Regions from separate parts of the Dromaius novaehollandiae genome. Here region 1 is linked to region 2. A link is a contact called in public Hi-C data. All regions are on one chromosome and are shown on one strand. Each heading gives the region's core, a stretch centred on a gene start, on an enhancer-like site or on the middle of the called end of the contact. The rest is flanking DNA. Distances are from core to core; before and after follow the strand shown. Region 1 has its middle 8.7 kb from the start of DRD5. Region 2 has its middle 20 kb from the start of WDR1.

The links. Hi-C and Micro-C count contacts between places; a contact is called where the count stands out from the background.
Region 1: a contact with region 2 is called in a Hi-C map of brain, with 7 times the contacts expected there. The contact joins two enhancer-like sites. A contact is called at or near these places in 2 of 4 Hi-C or Micro-C datasets (brain and ovary).

What each region holds. Positions count from the first base shown.
Region 1 is chr4:73,701,595-73,706,376 of bDroNov1.hap1, reverse strand. No RefSeq gene overlaps it. Among named protein-coding and RNA genes, the nearest start is that of DRD5, 8.7 kb to the right of the region's middle. Within about 2 kb of position 3,301, at least 2 of the 2 cell types and tissues checked have open chromatin away from gene starts, as enhancers often do.
Region 2 is chr4:73,444,115-73,449,073 of bDroNov1.hap1, reverse strand. No RefSeq gene overlaps it. Among named protein-coding and RNA genes, the nearest start is that of WDR1, 20 kb to the left of the region's middle. Within about 2 kb of position 2,338, at least 2 of the 2 cell types and tissues checked have open chromatin away from gene starts, as enhancers often do.

The DNA of each region.
Region 1 (4,782 bases), core at 2,052-4,551, 260 kb before region 2:
CATAAATATGCATAGCTAATTGAAGCTGCATCCCATAAAATTTTGGGATAGGCAGGAAGAAGTACATAGACACAGGTGATAACAGGATCTGACAGTCCCAGAAAGTAAGTAGATGAGACTGCCTTAAGTGAATTGTGTGGGTTTAAGTACCTAATTTCCAGGATTTTGGCAGGCTGAATAAATAACAAATTCCTAGTTCCCACAACATACCTATATTTTTCACTGAAGTTAATAAGATTTCCTTCTAGTGCACAAAAAGTTCTCCTTCTAGTATACCCCTAGGTTATCCTCATATTATTCCTGTAGCACAGAGAGAGAGTACTTTAGAAATTTATATAAGGAGGTGAAATTAGTCCAATTTAGATATAGTAAACATTATAAACAGCAATCAGTCTTTTTCTCATACGCGCTCACCCACTATTTCGACATGTAGCTGTAAATATGGTTGAAAGCAACCAGAAATACGGTGACCCAGGGTTATATTCTCCCCTCAGAGCAAATGTAACTCCTGTTAATGGGAAGTGTGTAGCATACAGAGAAAAAGCTGTGTCCCACAGCATCCATTTGAAGAAATGTTGTTGCTATCAAAGAAAATGAATGGTTCTTACGTTTCCCAGGCTAGTACAGCAGTGTTAAATAAGTATTAGTAACCACTGGAACACTGTGAAACATTACCAAATGTCTCAGGAATGACTGGGTAAACAGTTAAAAAATCCTCAACCAGGGATATGTCAGGTCATATAGCTGCAGCAGGATTACAAGTTAATATAGAAACACTTATTTGCAACTTAGCATTGTTAATCTTAACATTGTTAAACAAAGGGGATTATTTTGTGGTTCATGGAAAAGATGGCAGTATTCTGTATTAAATTATATTTTTTCTTCTGATTCTTTTGTCTGGTGTTCAAAGAACTCAAATCTATCATTCAGATATGTATAGAGAGTCTTATACGGTAGAGTTTCCAAGATTTGAGGGCTCTCATGGATTTGCTAAAATGTCCTTTTTCAGGAGGAAGTTTTAAGAAAGAGGGTGAAAGAACACTAACAGACTTCAGGCATTAAAGGCCTTGGAGTTTTTACACTCCTAAAAGTAAAATGTAAAGAACATTTTGTCTGTAACTTTACACAGTCCCTTTTCCAGGTCAGCAATTTGATATGTGTTTGAGTGCCTTCTGAATAAGGTGGCTTCTCTGTATCATGGGCTTCAGTTGCTCATTCCTCTTAAACTCAGGGAATGAAAGTCTGCAACATGCTGCATAGCATCATTCCCGTGGTTTTGGCTATCACCTTCCTATTTGTTATTTTAGGAGATGCTTTCAGAGAGCTTGAGGGAGTTTTGAAACCTGTTCTTCAGTTATGCACATAATCATGTCTGCTCCTGATGGTGGGGACATGGGGAAAATAATTATCAACCACTTATGCGAGACATGAGCCAGATTCAGTGGGTGATTTTTGGCTGAGTACCTAGTTAGCTAGCGGCATGGTTGGCCCTGCACCTTACCTCCCGCAGAACACAATAACATTTCATCTCGCCCATGACCAACACCGTCACACAATGATCTTTTCCGACACAACATATGATATTGTCCTGTCTGGGTGGCATCCATCCACCTCAGCACTGGCAGCTGACCGCTTTGGTAGCTCCTCCGTACTCGGCGTGGTAAGACACCGGGAGGGCTCTGCTTTCTGTCCTGCTCGGGTATCCTCCTCCCGCGTGCTCACACCCCGCGTTCGGGCGCCCATGTGAGCGCAGCTCCATACCCGAGAGCTACCTTGCGTTAGTGCTGGCTCGCTGCTGCGCTAAGGCAAACACAAGCTCTGACCAAAAGCTGGATTATGTCCAGGCAGCTCTGAAATGTTTACTCCTAACAGATGTTGAAATTTAGCAGAAAAGAAAAGAAGGAAAATTCAGGCCTAAGAAATTTGCTTGATGAAAGTGAATTGCCCTGTAGGCCTGTCGATGAACACAAATTGTCCTCTTGCTTGGAAAGATCATAATGAACAGATCTATTGGTTAAAAAGAAAATTAAAGGTAGAGTAGTTTTGTTAGGTTGTAAACTTTGTTGTTTGCTAGAGATGTTTCTCATTGAAAATAAAGTGCAAATTTAAGTTGTAATAATAACGTGACCAAGATAATTTATTGGTAAATTTGACAACAATGTTTTGTATAGCCAATAAGAATTGTAGTTTAGTTTATTACTTAATGAGATTAAGAAATACTTAGAAATCACATTTGCAAGAATGAAGCGAGAAAGGCTTTTAAAAAAAGAAGTTCATCAGAGCTTTTTCTAAGGTGAGGTTTCTGGACACTATTAGACTGCGGATACATAAACAGTGTTTTCACTTTAACAGTTAACACTTGTTTACTCATGTGTAAGCCTGTGACACCCCTGTCGTACTTTTAACAAGACAGGTCAGTGAGCAGCCTAGCAAAAATAATGGATGCTACCTGGATGCTATTTTATCTCTATGTGAGCTGACAGTCGGCAGGACACAGGCTGAATGAAGAGGTGAGTGTCTGCACGTAGTGATGTACAAATACCCTTACATGATTCATTTCTGCATCCTGAAGAAACAAGTCTGAGGACACCACAGACCATATCTCATGCAAAGTATTATCATAAACACATGTACACTCCTCAAGTTGCACCTGAAAGCCATGGGATTAAAAAGATCTCCAAACTTCAAGATTTTAACACAAATACTAATTTCTGATTGACTTCTATCTATTTTAGTGGGTAATTTCATGTTAACCTCAATAGTCATTGGTTAGGGTCCTTGTTTTTCTATTAGGAGGTGTCATTATGTCCCATAATACTAATCTGCCCGAGATTTGACACAGAACTTGCAGTTGCCTACGGCATATTCCCTCCATATTCCCTCCATATTCCGTGGCTCCTCTCTGCGGTCGGAGGAGCACTCCCACAGCCAGCCGTGCTCCCCATGTGGCAGCATCCACTACAGCCTACTGAATCAAATAACTTCATTACCAAGAAAAATTTGAACACATGGTAATATTCTAGCATATTTTCAAAAACATTCTTTGGTCCTTTTCCAAGCATCAGCCTGTCTTTCTTTCCTCTCTCTGAACCTCTACTTTTCTTTTCTTTGCTCATTATTTTGGAAAACCTTTCCTGTAGGCAAGAGTCAGGAACTGAAACTCCAGTACATCAAAAAAAGATGACGACTCCAGCATTTAACATCAGCTGTGCGCTTAAGTATGGCATAAAGCTGCAGCATGCGGTTATCAGGTTCAGGTGAGGGCTGATGCAAGCAAGCCAGGCTGCACGCCGCTAGATGGGGATCTGGCACCGAGAGAAAATAAGGTAGTGGGGCATAGTCGATAGATGAAATGACTCAAGGAAAGACACTATGGCACATACCTTTGCATCATGCTGTCAAAGCAGCAATGAATGTTAAACTTCCTTTGTGCACCTATAATTCTCATAATTATCTTTTATGTCTGGATAGTGTTAGAGCTAAAATAAAGTAACCTGTCCTTCCTTGGGTCATAAATCTCTGTCCATAGTACTAAAAGGAACTGCTTTAGCTAGTTATTTTTAACTAGAAGGGCCAGGCCAATAACAATAAATAGTTGCAAATTATTCTAAATTGCAATTCAGATTCAGAGCTGGGTATCATTACTGTAGGTAATTACTGCAATTGGTATGGCTTGTGTGCCATAAACAATCACAAATATCAGATAATTTGATCTGCAACATTTTCTTTGATGAATGCAGCTGGACAATATTTCCATTGATAATTTCTGTCCTTGGTTTCATTCTCTGCCCTGACAATCTGAGAACCAACTAATCCCTAAAGCAACTATTCTTTTTCTCAGACCAGTACACGTTTTACTTTTGATGAAGACTGGCTCAAGCACAGTTACCTCTGCTGAATGCCCAGGGCAAAAATAATCTTTTAACATATCTTGAAAGTTAACATATATGTAGGAGTCTTCTGATTGACCGCGCTTGCAAAAATAAAAACTCACTGGGTTCAATTGTTGTTTTGCCAACACAGGGATCGCTGGAGCAAACATCTGGCTTCCAGGAAGTATCCATTGGGACTTTTAAGCAGACCTGAGCATAGCGCAGAGCCATGCTGTTCCTGAGCAAGCTGAATGACCCTGGACTGACGGCTTTGCCCAGACTGATCACGTTCTGGGGCTGCTCCGTATGAGGCTGCCAAGGTCTCATCTCTTCCTCCCTTTTCATACGCGGGCCCTTATCGCTGCTGATTTTTGTCACGTGGCTGCACATGGTTCCAACCCTCCGCAGTTGCTGAACAATTTGGGGCATTTCCCTTGAATTATTGGACCATATGCATTCTGTCCTCCATGTTCTCTCCTTGGATCTGCAGCATGTCAACTAGAAGAACAGGAGTCCTAAAGGCGCTGGAGGTGGTGCTGGGTGCCCAGCATAGAGGGCATATTTCTGCTTAGACTCTCCTTACGCATGTTGGATAAGGAGACACCAATAGGCTGGCAAAGCTAGCCACACTACAGGGTGAAATGCCTGTGCTCAGCATGCAGACTGGCATTCAGAATTCAGAATAAATAGCTATTGCTATCTCAGGGATGGTCATTTTCCTCTGTCAACACCACTGCCTTCTGTTGGCAGGCTGACATCTTCATCGCTACTTTTTCTGCATTCTGTAACAGCACTGACAGTCATTAGGATTATAATAATAGATATTTAAGAAAGAACTTTCTAAACTCTGTGGCTGATACTCTGCTGTTTGAATGAAGATGAATGAAACCTGTTGATTCCATAAAAAAAC
Region 2 (4,959 bases), core at 1,089-3,588:
GTGCTGCTCGTGGTCACAGTGTGACTTCTGATTTGGAGATGGCCTTAGAACCACTCAGACGGGAAGGGACCTTGGGAGGTCTCTAGTCCAAGCTTTTGCTCAAAGCCGGATCAAAGCTGAATTCAGACCAGTTGCTCAGGCCTTTATCCAGTCGAGTCTTGAAAACCTCCAGGGACAGGGATTCCACAGCCTCTATGGCAACCTACTCCAGTGCTTTATTTTCCTTACAGTGACCTTTTTTTTTCCTTTATATCAAGTCAGAACCTCCCCTGTTTCAATTTGTGATCATTGTCTCTTGTTTTGCTATTGCGCACCTCTGTAAAAAGCTTGGCTCTGCCTTCTTGGTAATCGTCTTGTATGTATGAGAAGGCTGCTATCAGGTGCCCCTGAAGCCGTCTCTTCAGCAGGCTGAACAAGTGCAGGTCCCTCGGCCTCTTGTCATAAGGAATGTGCTCCAGCCCCCTAACTATCTTGATGACCCTCCTTTGGGCCTGTGCCATGTATCTTTCTTGCACTTTGGGGGCCCCAAACTGGACAGAATAAAATCTTTCTCAGCTTCTTTGGATTCAGAAATGCACCACTTTCAGTAAAAAGAAGTTCCTTCTACTGAAGTATTCTTCAAAAGGTGGGTGAGAACTGCAGTATGAAACTGTGAGTTTCAGTTCTTTGCAGGGTACAAAAGTCTGGTTAGTCAAATCGTAGGATTATTCATTTTTAATTTTCATTAAATACTGCAAGAATGCTTTATGGTAAATAAGACCAGGGTTTCTAAAGATACAGATTTTCAATACTGGAGCAAACTCAAACCTCTAATTCTTGAGGATTCAAGGGAAATATTTCCAGGAGGTCAGTAATTCCCTAATCATCCACAGTATCACTTTTTTCCACCCTCCTAGAAAAGCTTTGTTAGCGACCAGATACTGTATTAGCTGGATGTTCCACTGCTCCAGTATGGCAATTTTTCCTCTTCTAAACAAGATGCTCCAGCTCCTAACTATATAGGATTATTTTCTACATTTCATTCACTAGTCCAATTTTCATTCACCAGACTAACTCATTTTCCCTGCTATAGCTGGGTCAATACGAGAAAGGGGGAATTTTCTTTGCACCATGTTGAAGGATGAGAATTCTTTAACCCTTCATGTGAACTAAGCAGGGATCAATGATACTCTGATATGACTGAAAAAAGTCTTTCATCACTCTCAAAAATGCAAGGCATGCTGAATGTGAAGAGGATGCGGCCCTGTGATTCCCAAAGAACAGCGTGCGTGAAACTTCAACAACGGGAGGACCTTCCAGCCTTCTTGCCAGCAATATGCATAGCCAAAGATATCTATGTGTGTATATCTTTATATATGCAGGCATAACACAGCGCCAGAGTTCTAGGTGTGTGACATCCCTGCTCGGCACTGGGGACTTTCACAAGGAATTGGAGGATTCCCCATAGCTGTGGCTGTCTCTCGTCATCACTGATCCCCTCTGTTCAGGCATCAGTTTGTGTCTGAAATGATAGTCCTAAAAACAGGCTGAAGAAAAGGGCAAGTGTATTTACAGCAACAAGAGCAAAAGGTTCATATTCATAAATATTGCAGATTACAGGCCTCTGCCAGCAAGGCACTAACAGCAGGCCTGTAGCAGAACAAGTTGTTTCATAGGGAGACGCAGCGGCAACGACATCTAGTGTCCAGAGCTCAAATAGGTTTCAAACCGAGTTACCTTAACCAGGACCTAGTCCGTTGCGTCTTCCCACATGAAACCTGTTTTATTTAGCCCTGTTTTCTTACCAATATCACACTTTTTTTCCTCCTTAATCTCTTTACAACTCATTCTTCTAACGGATATTGGATTTAAGTTGCAACCTCCATAGGACATGGCAAGGAATATTGCAGTAATATCCTGTGTGGATGTGCTTGATAGATAGACAGGACACTCAGTGCCTGTCTGACTGAGGTTACAATGGAAATAGCGAGGGTCAGTATGCATCATGTTAATGACACATTTTCTCTTTTTATTGGGTGTAAAAATTATGACCAACTAGCAGTGTTGCTAGTCTTTGCCAACTATTTTATTGTTATTGGTCTTAAGAATTTTTATCAATTTAAACTATCACAAGCTAGGGAGACAAAACTAAAAATATTTCCGCTATCAGGATTGTTCGTCATTGTTTCCAAACATATACAGTGTCAGGGTTGACTGCAGCCAGGATGAGGAGGGAGAGCCTTGTCTTTAGGAGGAGAGAGGGGACAAAGGGGTTTTGCGGTGGCAGAACTTCCACACATTGCAAGTGTGTGCTGGGAAAGCTATAACCTCTGTAACTTGATACATCTAACTTATAGCTTCTAAAGGGTATGGTGTTTTTGCTGTGTGCTCAGCAGAAACGTAATGCTTTCTATGGAATCTCTTCAACTACTTCCTCTGCAGAACTGGGGAAGAAATATCTCCTGTTCAGCACAAGATTTCCTGCATGCCATAGGATTTCCATGCCACTTCCTCCTGCAGTCCTAGGCCTGGATGGACAGCTCAGGCAGACTGACTGATTCAGTGACATAGAAGTATGTGGATTTCCCGGGGGTTTTGTTTTTTAAGGATTATGCCTAAAAGGAGTAAAAATAAACTTAATTTAAAGGTGAAAACAGCAGAGACAAACAGGGTTATTATTCTCCTGTTTGTATCTACTTGCTACAAATTTAAAGGAAGCGTCTATTTGGAAAACAGCCTGAGCATATCTGGTGCTCTCTGCAAGAGACCCTAATCTCTGCCGTCCTCCTGTAGCAGTGACTTTGAAGGCTTTTTGCAGTGATCAGAATTCCAGTGTCTAATTGTGTCCTGTATGGATGGAAGAAGTCTCTGGCTGTCGTGCATACTTTGAGTCTGGTCAAATAAGAGAGAGAGGTGGAAGGAACTCTTTAGCCACCAAGAAACTATTCCTAAACCATGAAGATGTTCCAGCTGTGAGAATCTCTTTCTAAAGTAAGTCAAAGGACTGCTTATCCTCTCAATGAGAATACATTTTGCTCAGAAAAGTAGAGCACCACTGTGATTATATCAGACACACAGATCACAAGAGCAAGTAAAAAATGTGAACCGCAAATAGCTTAAGGTGTAAACAGCAATGGCAAAGGATTTTTCTTTATATAAGATCAGTGACCACTGCCTGCTTATAAAACTTTCTTCTTAAAAATACAACTTTTGTCAAATGTTATGTCAGTGTGCAGTGAGCAAAAATGAAAAATAATAGCCAATTATGGTGTAGAATCTTCTCCTGAAAGTAAATGTGGCATAATAGAGCAGTGAGTTTAGTGAACTGGTAAGGACACATGAATCCAGTTTAAAATGTTCTTGAAGTCTGAAGGACTCTGTGGCTCAGATTTCAGTGAATGGTATTGCTAATCAGTGTATGTCTGCAGGGAGAGTCCTTGTTCAGAATGAGAAGCTTCAGAATTTGCTCTTTCCAGCTGCAATCCCTGTTAAATGTAGTGATGATTATCTATAAAATATTTATAGTCTGTCTCTGTGTCCCTTTTTACCAAGACATGCAGATATTCCAATATGTTTGATATTCTTTCAACTGGTATGTCTTCACTTACTGATCTCATCGTGCTTATGTTGTCTCCTGGGATTTTAGACTGAGCTTTAGGAACTTCTGCCCTACTTACCAGGCACAGCTGAGGAGTTTGTATGTTCTTGGATGCTGTTCCCAGAGGCTTTCCTGGTGCAACTAGTATTGACTTCCTGGAGGCAGGAAGTAGCAGAGATTTCTTCTCTAGAATAATTGCTCAATAACTTTTGTTTATGGTTACTCCTTACAGACCATATCTACAATAGAGACTATTTTTGTTGTATATATAAGTAGTTAGCCTTCTCTGTTGAAGTTAACCACATCTATTTAATTCCATTTTTAGAATTATATTATATTCTGTTACCACTGGTTAGTGGACTTTCTGCAGTGTCTCACATCCTTTATGGAAATGCTGGTTCAGGTTTGGCTGTTGCTGCTTTTTTTTTTACATCTGCTAATCTAAATAAAAGTGTGAGGCTGCCTGTTCTGCCTTTGGTGGGGAACACTGCCCAGCCATTGGTGTTTCATTCTTTCCAATAGGGCAGGAAATATACGAGTACCCTCTGACTCTATTCTCCTTGTGTGGCAGTACCCTCACTTTCAGGCCATCTCTTCCTGGTACAAGAATTCTGATCTACAATGCACTTTATATAAATTGCCAACATAAACTTGTTGGTCCCTACTGTGATTAGAAGGTAATGAGAACCCTTATGATGGCTGCTATTCACTGGTAGGTATAAGACTTCTCCCTTAAATTGTGCTTCAACTGTTGCTGCCAGCCATAAACTTCTGGATAATTGATATTTGGATAGTTGAAGGGAAGAACTGTCTGTTTAGTCTTGGTCCATAGCATAAAGAATAACAACGGCCTTGTCAAATGTATTCCCCTATGTTTAACTCTAAATTAATTCAGGTACACGAGTTGTCTGGAAAAGAATGGGGCAGCAGTATCTTTTAAGTTTTATTGTAGGGACAAATGTCAGGATTACATTCACTAATGTTGGATTACATTCACTAGTTATTTGCTGTATGTCTTGAAAGCACCCTTCTAGAAGGAAGATTAACACACATAAATGTTACTAATCATATTTCACAGAATGAGGAACAGGTTTACTTTATTCCCTTTCTGAATATTTGCTTATGTTCTTTTATTAATTTTTATAGCCTATTGTTATATTAAAATAAGACAGTAATAGAGTTCTTAACTAATAAACTCTGCTGTATAGAAATACTCTAGAATAGAGTTTTCTAATATATGTATTCCAATTTTTAAAAGATGTTTATGAAGTCTCTTGTAAGTGGCACTTTTTTATTATTTAGTCTATAAGATTTGGAAGAGGTAATTTGTTTTCCTGTATATCTGTTGAGGGCCTGATGCTTTTACAATTATAAGGTAAAAT